2 separate regions of the Capra hircus genome follow, and region 1 is linked to region 2. Evidence: chromatin contacts called from public Hi-C data. All regions are on one chromosome and are shown on one strand. Each heading gives the region's core, a stretch centred on a gene start, on an enhancer-like site or on the middle of the called end of the contact. The rest is flanking DNA. Distances are from core to core; before and after follow the strand shown.

Evidence for each region. Hi-C and Micro-C count contacts between places; a contact is called where the count stands out from the background.
Region 1: a Hi-C map of blood shows a contact between it and region 2, with 8 times the contacts expected there. The contact joins two enhancer-like sites. A contact is called at or near these places in 3 of 5 Hi-C or Micro-C datasets (blood and liver).

What each region holds. Positions count from the first base shown.
Region 1 is chr9:75,232,916-75,237,753 of ARS1.2, forward strand. It overlaps PLEKHG1 (pleckstrin homology domain-containing family G member 1), which reads left to right. Exons shown (of 17, transcript XM_018053355.1): 9 at 1-32; 10 at 124-219; 11 at 403-489. Among named protein-coding and RNA genes, the nearest start is that of MTHFD1L, 47 kb to the right of the region's middle. Within about 2 kb of position 3,061, at least 2 of the 5 cell types and tissues checked have an H3K27ac peak or open chromatin away from gene starts, as enhancers often do.
Region 2 is chr9:74,858,559-74,863,379 of ARS1.2, forward strand. No RefSeq gene overlaps it. Among named protein-coding and RNA genes, the nearest start is that of IYD, 52 kb to the left of the region's middle. Within about 2 kb of position 2,458, at least 1 of the 5 cell types and tissues checked has an H3K27ac peak or open chromatin away from gene starts, as enhancers often do.

The DNA of each region.
Region 1 (4,838 bases), core at 1,811-4,310, 370 kb after region 2:
ATGACACGTTTACATACAAAGCCCACATCCTGGTAGGTCTGAGTGGGTGTCCCGGGTGGGGACTGGGAGCGCTGGTTCCACTCCCTTGCGAGCCTGCCTCACCCTCTCTGCTTGCCCCTCCAGTGCGGCAACCTCATGCTGGTGGAAGTGATCCCAAAGGAGCCCCTCAGCTTCAGCGTCTTCCACTACAAGAACCCCAAGCTGCAGCACACGGTTCAGGTACCAGCATCCCTTTGCCTCCCTGTGAGGCTCACCCTCATGCATGATGAGCGTCACGTGCCTGATGGCCTTTCCACGGCTTGCTGGCCACCCTGCGTGCGTCCCGTCCAGTCAGAGGTCCTAGGGGTGGCTGTGTCTTGTGAGAGGTAGGATTGCATGACTGTCCACCTCTCCTCCTGGTAGGCGAAGTCGCAGCAAGACAAACGCCTGTGGGTTCTGCACCTGAAGAGGCTGATCCTGGAGAATCATGCAGCAAAGATTCCAGCTAAGGTAAGACCATGAGGGCAACGAACAATAAAATGGAAGGGAATTCAGGTCTCAGGAAGACAGCCTGATGGGAATAAATGTACACTTTTCAAAATGAAGACTGTTGAAAGAGAAGCTACATAAGGAAACAATTGCACCAGCCATTCATACTGAAAAGATTCATATTCAGAGAGACTCTGCAGAGAGTTTTTGGTTCATTAATGTCGTTGTTGTTTGAAAGAAGAAAAATAAGGGAAAGATTGTAAAAAAATTTTCTAGAGCACTAGTACAAAATAAGGGAGTTATGAGAATTAGTCAATACTGTGCTAAGCACCTAGGGTAAATAAAGCTGGCTTAGGTTCTGTGGGAAGCAAGACCCAGACTTGGCTGTGAAGGAATCTGCAGACAAGGGAGCTAGTCCTATAAATGATGAACTGTTTGCTAAATATGATGAATTAATAGAGAGATAAGCCAAGTATTGTGGACGAGTAAAGTATTCAAGTTTATGGTCGAGTGAGGAGAGGAAAGAAAATGCCTTCTACCTCAGTCTTGGTGGAGGAGGAATATTTTTATTAAATGGGGAAAAGAACAAGGGAAACCAAGCTGAGAGAACAGCATAAACAAAAATCAAAGAGGTGTGAAAAGGGGCCCTGTGTTCAACAGCACACAGACTGTGCTCAAATGGAAGTTCTCAGATTGAATGGTCAAGTTCTCAGGAGATGGAGTAGGAGGTAAGATTAGAGAAGTGGAAAGCAGTCAGCTGACCTTGGAAGGCTTTGAACACACACACACAGACACACTGAGGAACCTGGATTATTGGAGGGGGAAGCTCCTGAAGCTTTTGGAGGGAGGGGATGGTCTGTGCTGTGGTCTGAGACTGTCATTTTGGGGGCAGTGTGACGGATAAGCTGGTAGAGCATCACTGGTAGCAGGAAAAGAATCGGCAGGTCTCCGTGGTGTGCTGGAAAGGAGAAGAGGGGCACTGCCGGGTGGCAGAAGAGGAGGAGGAGAGGCAGTGTGGAAGCGGGGAGGGAGAAGTAAGTCAGGATGAGTCAGGTGTTGGGCCAAGAGGCTGGTGTTAAGTTCCAAGACAGGCTGCCAGGGAGAGGAACCGGTTGGATGGGCCTGAGAGGGAGGCATGGTGGCCCATGTGCAGGGGCAGTTCAGCTGCAGGAGAGACGCAGGTCTGTCCACCCTGGCAGTCACCAAAGCCCGGAGATTTGATAGGAGGGCCCACACAAATGCATAACGGGAAAACAGACCCTTGGGAATCCAACATCTAAGTGCTTGGCAAGGGGCGGAGGATTTGGAGAAGAACCAAAGAAAAAGTGGCCAAATGAGGCAGTAAGAAAACCGAAGGAGAAAGTATGGTAAGGAAGGAAGGAAAGAACCTCCCTGAGAAAGAGTGGAGTAACCGTCTCAAAGGCCGAAGAGATGACAACAGATTCCAACAAAAACAGATATTAGGCTTGGCAACTAAGAGATAAGGGAGAGAAAGAACAGTGGGTTGAAGAGAAATAAGGAACAGACTGGGTGTGGCCTTCTTTTTTTAAGCAAAGTTCAGAAAGGACAAGCAGTAGTGAGGAGAGATAAGAGCAAAGAAAGACACTTTGCTCTCATGAAGAATGTCGTGAGCATGTAAGCTGAGGGGATGAGGAAAGGAAACAGGAGACAGGAAAGATAAGAGGTGGGGTACTCCTTGGAATGTAACTCTGGGGAGATGGAAGGATAGGGACATCCTTAATCCAAAATTTGGGGTGGGGGTGTGTACTGTAAATATAGTCTAATAAAAACATTAGATTGTGAATATAATGATGGGAACTCAAAACTTACTATTTATTGAAAAAATATGCAAGAACTGCTAATGCACACCTTCATATATAAAAACATGGCTTTTTCAAGCTTTTAAAAGCTAGAACTAATTCCCTTGGTCTTAGGAACCAAGAATTGGTGCAACTCTATATAAAATTAAGGAATCTATTCACCTTCTCTATACTAATTACGCTTTTTATGTTAACTTTACCAGTAGGTGTAGGGGTTAGTCTTGTCAAGAGTCAGAAACATCTTCCCTGAGCTAGGGGAAGAAGAAAAATAAAGAGAGGATAAACTTTGAGGTGGACTTGAGAGAGCTTAAAGGGTGTGCCTTCACTAAAGTTGCTGGTAATAGCATCTGCTGGGTGAGTGGAAGCAAAGATGGGGCTAGGTGTCCAAGGGCAAGAAGGGAGATTCAGAGCACGTGCTAAAGAACATAGACTAGGGACTTTCCTGGTAGTCCAGGGGCTAAGACTCTGTGCCCCCAATGCTGGGGGCCTGGGTTTGATCCCTGGTCAGGGAAATAGATCCCACATGCTGCAATTAAGAGTTCCCATGCCACAAGTAAAGATCTTGGATTCAGCAGTGGAGATCAGAGATACCATGTGCCATAGCTAAGACCTAGTGCAACCAAATAAATAAATATTTTTTTAAAAACCACAGGCTAGAGAGTCAGTGGGGCTGACTACAGCCATCTGTGAAAGGAATCCTGGACCCCACTGAGGCTGACCACCACGAACCAATGTGATTACTCAGCAACTTTGAAACTAGTGTGAAGAACCCTGGCACACATGGGTTGCCCAAGGTTGGGGACCAGCAGAGCCATGAGGGGAAAGATCAACAGGGAAGGCAGAGTGCTAACCAGTATCCAACCTGCAGTGATTGAGCATAATTCCCAGGCTGAGTGGAGCGTGAAACCAACCAGGAAAACAGGTGCATGAAGGATGAGTCAGAGAACTGGTTCATCAAGAGTCTGGGTGGAGAGATGGAAATACAGAGGTCTGTCACTGAAGGGGGACTTCTGGAGTCCTACCTGCAAGGGAGGGCACTTCTGGGTGATGACAGGCTCTGGGGGCGGCTGTGATTATGCGTTGCTTGCTGTTCTAGAGTGAAGGGAAAGGTTAGATGTCCTAAAGGATATGAGGATCCGAGTGTATGGGGAAGGGGTCTATGCTGGGGCAGGGAGGAGGCAAGTAGAGCGGTAAATGGGACGATGCTCATGAGAGTAGAACTGGGTGGGAAATGACGCTATCTGAGATTTCTGAGAAAGTCTGTTTGCTCTTTGCATACTTTTTGAAAAGTCTTTGAAGCTTGTCCTCAGGGGCTGTCAGCAGCGCTTCCGTGCCCAGGAAATGAATGTGCATGGGTGTGGGCTTTGAGTGAGGCGTGAGTCTCAGCTCATCAGGGCCTTCCAAGGGGTCAGGTAACTCGCGCAGAGAGGTGAATGCATTTTCTTCATACTTAATCATTTGTCTGCTGGCCTCGTCTCTTGGAATGCCCTTCTGAGCAATGGCAGGTACCATTCATAAGCCCCACCTGTTGTTCACCTGTCCCTGGGGAAATCAAAACTGCCAAAGGGGTTCTGAAAGGCAGTTATTGGCCATTACAAAATGAAGCTAGCTTATGGAACTTCCTCTTTCTCCCACGCTAGGGGGTGTATATTCCAAGCAGTGTTCCCTTTATATTTTATAAGGGTTAACAGAGTCACGGTAGAATTGTACTTTTTTGTCCCTGACCCTTTTAGGATGTAAAATCTATTTTTTTCAGCTACAAATGCTTGAGCACCATACAGTGTGCTGAGTACTTTGTATGCTTATTTCTTCCTTTTAGCAAAATGCCTTCTGCTAAAGGTCTTGTTCTCCCCCTTCTAGAGAAATAAAAACAGAGGCTCAGAGATGGAAAGTAAACTGCCCTAGTTTATGCAATCTGGACTGAGTCCAGATTCAAACCCAGTTCTGCCTGGCCCCAGAGATGGTCTTAACTACATTGTTCCCAGGGAAAATGAAAGCACTCTTATTTACTATATTATATCCACTATAAGGTTGTGATAATTTTCTATTTTATTTAAGCAGGATTATTACTAATTTGAATTTTTCACTTTCCTTAAGACTATTTCTTAAATTATTTTCTTAAAGCTTTCAAAAGATATTTACTCTTTTTAAATGAAATGCGTAATGGGAAAAATATCAAAAAATGTATCATTGTTCTACTATTTAACACCTTAAGAAGTTAGGTTCCTCCTAAAGGGTCAACACAACTTAGCAACTGAACAAACGACAAAGAACAAAACCGCCTTCTGGTCCTTTAATTCTGTGATGGTCCTTGACTGACCTCTAGTGGAAAATGTGGGAATAGTACGTTTTGATATTAAATGTCAAGGCAAGAAAAAAACACTGAGTTCTTAAAGTCAAGCTTATAAATATCAAGAAACTTCCTGGAAATTAGCCATATGGTCCATCTATATATGTGGTATATACACTAACTTTTGTCCAGATTAATTGGTAATAGGGTGCAGGTAGAAACTGTTGGATTTTCTATATACACATGGTTCTGCAAATGCC
Region 2 (4,821 bases), core at 1,208-3,707:
GGGATCCAGGCTTTTTTCAGTTAGTGGCTCTGCCATTTTTGGTGCCTTGGTTTCCTCTATCAGGGCTTTGCATTCGACCAGCAGCCAGGAGAGGAGGAGGATGGGTAAATCCTATTTCATTTAACTGCCTCGGTCTGGAGGTAATGTACAACACTTCCGCTTACCTTCCATCAATAAGAACTAGTTCCAGGAATTGGAAGAAGAGAACTTGGATATTGATGTAAAATAGTCCGATGTTCACTACAGAAGCGTGTGTGTGTGCCAAGTTGCTTCAGTCGTGTCCAACTCTTTGCGACCCCATGGACTGTAGCCCACCAGGCTCCTCTGTCCAGGGAATTATCCAGGCAAGAGTACTGAAGTGAGTAGGCATTCCCTTATCAGGGAATCTTCCCAACCCAGGGATTGAACCCAGGTCTCCCACATTGCAGGAGGATTCTTTACCATCTGAGCCACCGGGGAAGCCCATTTACTATACATACACACCAGCAATATAGAGTTTGGTAAGATACAAAACTATTGTTAAAACTATTTGTCTCAGGGTGGGAAATGTCATGTTCCACTCCCCCAAAACCAGTCCACTCATACCAGGCCCAGTCAGGCACAAGCAAAATCTAGCCTTGGAAAATAGCTTTCTGTTTTTAGCATTTGTCTAGATTAAGGGATCTTGATGAAGTTTGGATCAAGGAAGTTTTTCTATAAAACAGCATACATAAATTTTTTTTAAAGTTGTTTTAATCTAGCCCTTAAGAAAACAGGCTCTAAGTCCTTTGTTGCCATGTCCGGTCTACAAGATGGCTCCAGTGATTCCTGCCTCCTGATAGTTACACCCTGGAACCGTTTCCTGCCATGCTGCAATGGGGCTGACTTGGGTAACCACAGACATGGTGAAAAGGAAAGAATGTGACAGTGAGGTCCATTGCAGCTTCCACCTTGTTATCTCTTGGCGCAATCCAGCTGCCATGTTGTAAGGACATCCAGGAAGCCCTGGTGGAGGAAGCTACCGGGCATGAAGCTGAGTGCTTGCGGTGAATGGGTGAAAAAAATCCCTGTGAAGAAGAAAGATCCTAAGCAACATGATGGATTCAGAAGCTCATGAAAAGAGGCCACCGATCCTAACATCTTCAAAATAAGATCTATCACGCCATATTACAAATACTGGTGAAATGAAGCAGTGAAACACACACACACACACACACACACGGAGAGATCCACCTGAGGAAGAAAGGAGATAGGCTGCTAACCCCCAGTACCAACTTCTGAACCACTGTGTATGCCATTTTGAATCAAATCCTCCAACTCCAGTTGGGACTTCAGGTGACCATAGCGTTGGTTGACCTCTTGACCATCATCTTCTGAGAGAGCCATAGACAGGACCATTCAGCTAAGTGAAGTGAAAGTGAAGGTCACTCAGTTGTGTCTGACTCTTTGTGACCGCATGGACTGTAGCCTACCAGGCTCCTCTGTCCATGGAATTCTCCAGGCTAGAATACTGGAGTGGATAGCCATTCCCTTCTCCAGGAGACCTTCCCAACCCAGGGATCGAACCCAGGTCTCCCCATTGAAGGCAGATTCTTTACCAGCTGAGCCACCAGGGAAGCCTGGAATGGGTAGCCTATCCCTTCTCCAGTGGGTGTTCCCAACCTAGGAATTGAATTGGGGTCTCCTGCATTGCAGGCAGGTTCTTTACCAGCTGAGTTATGAGCTAAGCCACTCTCCAACTCCTGATCTATAGCAATGGAGTGAAATGATAAATGGTTATTTTTATTTTGAACCACTAAATTTAGGAGCAATTTGTTCTGTACCAATAGCTAACTAAAATGCAGATCCCCAAGCTCCCCTGGCCATTCTGAGCTGTAAGCTTGAGATGAGGCTGGTGATTCTGAGGCAGAAGGACACCTCTGGCTCTCAGGAGAGTTCTGTGGCAGGGAAATGCCTTCCCCTTCACAGTCCCCATGTTTTGAGAGTCCCTCTCATTTCTAGAGCTCTCATATGTTCCAAGTACATGATGCTTCTTTTTGCCCCATAATCACTGCTTCCTTCTCTCTAGATCAGGTAACTGTCTGGTTCACAGTGTAACCCACACACTGCTTTCTTATTTACAGTGACCTGTCTCCCTGCATGTGTGTGTGCTAAGTCACTTCAGTCATGTCCAACTCTTTGCAACCTCATGGACTGTAGCCCACCCAGCTCCTCTGTCCATGAGATTCTCCAGGCATGGTTACTGGAGTGGGTTGCCATGCCCTCCTCAAGGAGATCTTCCCGACCCAGGAATCAAACCCTTCTCTCAATCAAATCCTGCATTGACCGATGAGTTCTTTACCCCACTAGCACCACCTGGGAATCCCATTTCCCTGCAAGGCCCAGGCAAACCAGGGGAGATGGCTCAGATACCACCCCAGAACACCCAGCTCCACCCAGGGGCCACTCAGAGCCTGGGCCCTCACCCGGCTGGGAGTACAGGGCCAGGCCTGGAGCCCAGGAGCAGGGAAGCTCCAGCTCTGCTCTGGGGGACTAAGCTGTTGGTAGGAACTCAGGCACAAAAGCAGGTCATTGCCAAATGCTTTGGGGATGGAGCTGCGTCTCAGTGGCAGGGCACTTGACTGGAAAATCCTTTGGGAAGAGATGAAAAAATGGAAACTGGTCCCGGGGGAACACAGACAAAGGATTTTTTTTTTTTTTTTTTTGCCAAATGTGCCCAACATTCAGAGAAGTTTCCTGAAGATACCACCTGACCTGGCTGTGAAGAGCTAATACTAGTCTAAATCAAGGAATTGTCAAACTACATGCTGCTGCTGCTGCTAAGTCGCTTCAGTCGTGTCCGACTCTTGTGCGACCCCATAGACAGCAGCCCATCAGGCTCCTCCGTCCCTGGGATTCTCCAGGCAGAACACTGGAGTGGGTTGCCATTTCCTTCTCCAATGCATGAAAGTGAAAAGTGAAAGTGAAGTCGCTCAGTCGTGTCCAGCTCGCAGCGACCCCATGGCCTGCAGCCTTCCAGGTTCCTCCATCCATGGGATTTTCCAGGCAAGAGTGCTGGAGTGGGATGCCATTGCCTTCTCCGTCAAACTACATACCATGAGCCAAATTCAGATAGTGCCTGGTTTTCATACAACCCAAGACCTGAGAACAATTTTTACATTTTTAAATGATTGGGAAAAAAAATCAAGAGAAGAAGACTATCTTTATTTGAAATTCCAGTTCTTCATATCTCAAAATCAAGTTTTGGTGGAACCCAGAATGCTTAATTATGTATTGTCTATGACTGCTTCCATGTGTGTTGCCCCCACAGAGACCCTGTGGCAGACAAATCCTCAAATGTTTACTCTCAAGCCCTTGAGAGGGACCTTCTGTCTCAGCAGAAAGTGATGACTTCCTTCCCAGATAGAAGGGACATGCAGGAGAGCCTCCAGGTGAGAAAGTCCATGGTGTGCATGAAAAGCTGCCCGCTATGGGTACTGTGATCTGGGCATGGAGGCGAGGCAGAGAGAGGAGGAAATGAGGCCAGGGCCACATCATGGAGAGGTCAAGGCTTTCACTTGGACAGTGCCCTGCACGGAATGGGGAGGAAGCTGTGGAACCAGGAAGATGCGGCAATGAGAACCAAGGTCTAGACGGGGGCGGGTGCAAGTCAGCCACGGAAAAGATTGAGATTGGAGCCTAAAAGTGGAAGAACAGTACATACAGCAGGGAAAAGGAGCCAAGAAAAATGGAAGAAACCCACCCATAGGCAATTTTGCAGAAGAACAGCAACCGCAGTAACCCAGGCATTACTGTCAAGTCATCACTGCCCCTTCAGATGCTTGAAAGTGAAAGCGAAAATCACTCAGTCATGTCACGTCTCTTTGCGACCCCATAGACTATACAGTCCATGGAATTCTCTAGGCCAGAACACTGGAGTGGGCAGCCGTCCCCTTCTCCAGGGGTTCTTCCCAACCCAGGGATCGAACCCAGGTCTCCCACGTTGCAGGCACATTCTTTACCAGCTGAGCAATCAGGGAAGCCCAAGAATACTGGAGTGGATAGCCTATCTACTCTCCAGGGGATCTCCCCAATCCAGGATAGATCCAAGGTCTCCTGCATTGCAGGCAGATTCTTTACCAGCTGAGCTACCAGGGAAGCCCCTCAGATGCTTAGTTGATATAAATAAAAGGCTTATTTTCATTATTTATTTTCCAAGTGTGTAATGAATCTCTCCAGTGGGAAGTTACCCTTTTGTATATTCTCAGATCAGGGACTTGAAGATAGGATAATGCACCCAAAGACACTTTATAATCAGTAGGAACCTACATCAATGTCAGCAGCTATTGATCAGTTGAGCCTAGATTAGGGCCAGGTCACGGTGGGACAGTTTAGATGGTTAAATAATGTCTTTTCTTTGATATTTCTCACCACTGGCCATTTAGCCTAAAGGTGCTTATTCTCCATTCATCTGTGTTGCTCTTTGAGTGACTCTCAGGAGGTAGTCATGTCTACGAGTTGTCAGTTTGGCAAACAGGTTAATTACCTCTTGCCATCTGTCTCTGTTGGAGAAGAACCAGCATAACCATCATCCACAAGACAAACTGTCTCTATAATTATACCGAATATTTGGGGTGGGGGAGGTTAAAGATCCAGGACTAGTCTAATCTCTTGTTGGTAATTTGTCATTTAGATGGTCTTCCTGTAAAAGGTGAAGGACAGGAACTGTGGGAGGAGGGCAAGAAAAGATGGTGTGCTTCAGAGAATCCTTTTAACCTCAAGGACACCCGAGGAACATTGAGTCTCGGGCATTAAAACAAGCAAAATGACTCGGAAGCCATGGGAGATGCTTTCTCAGCGCTA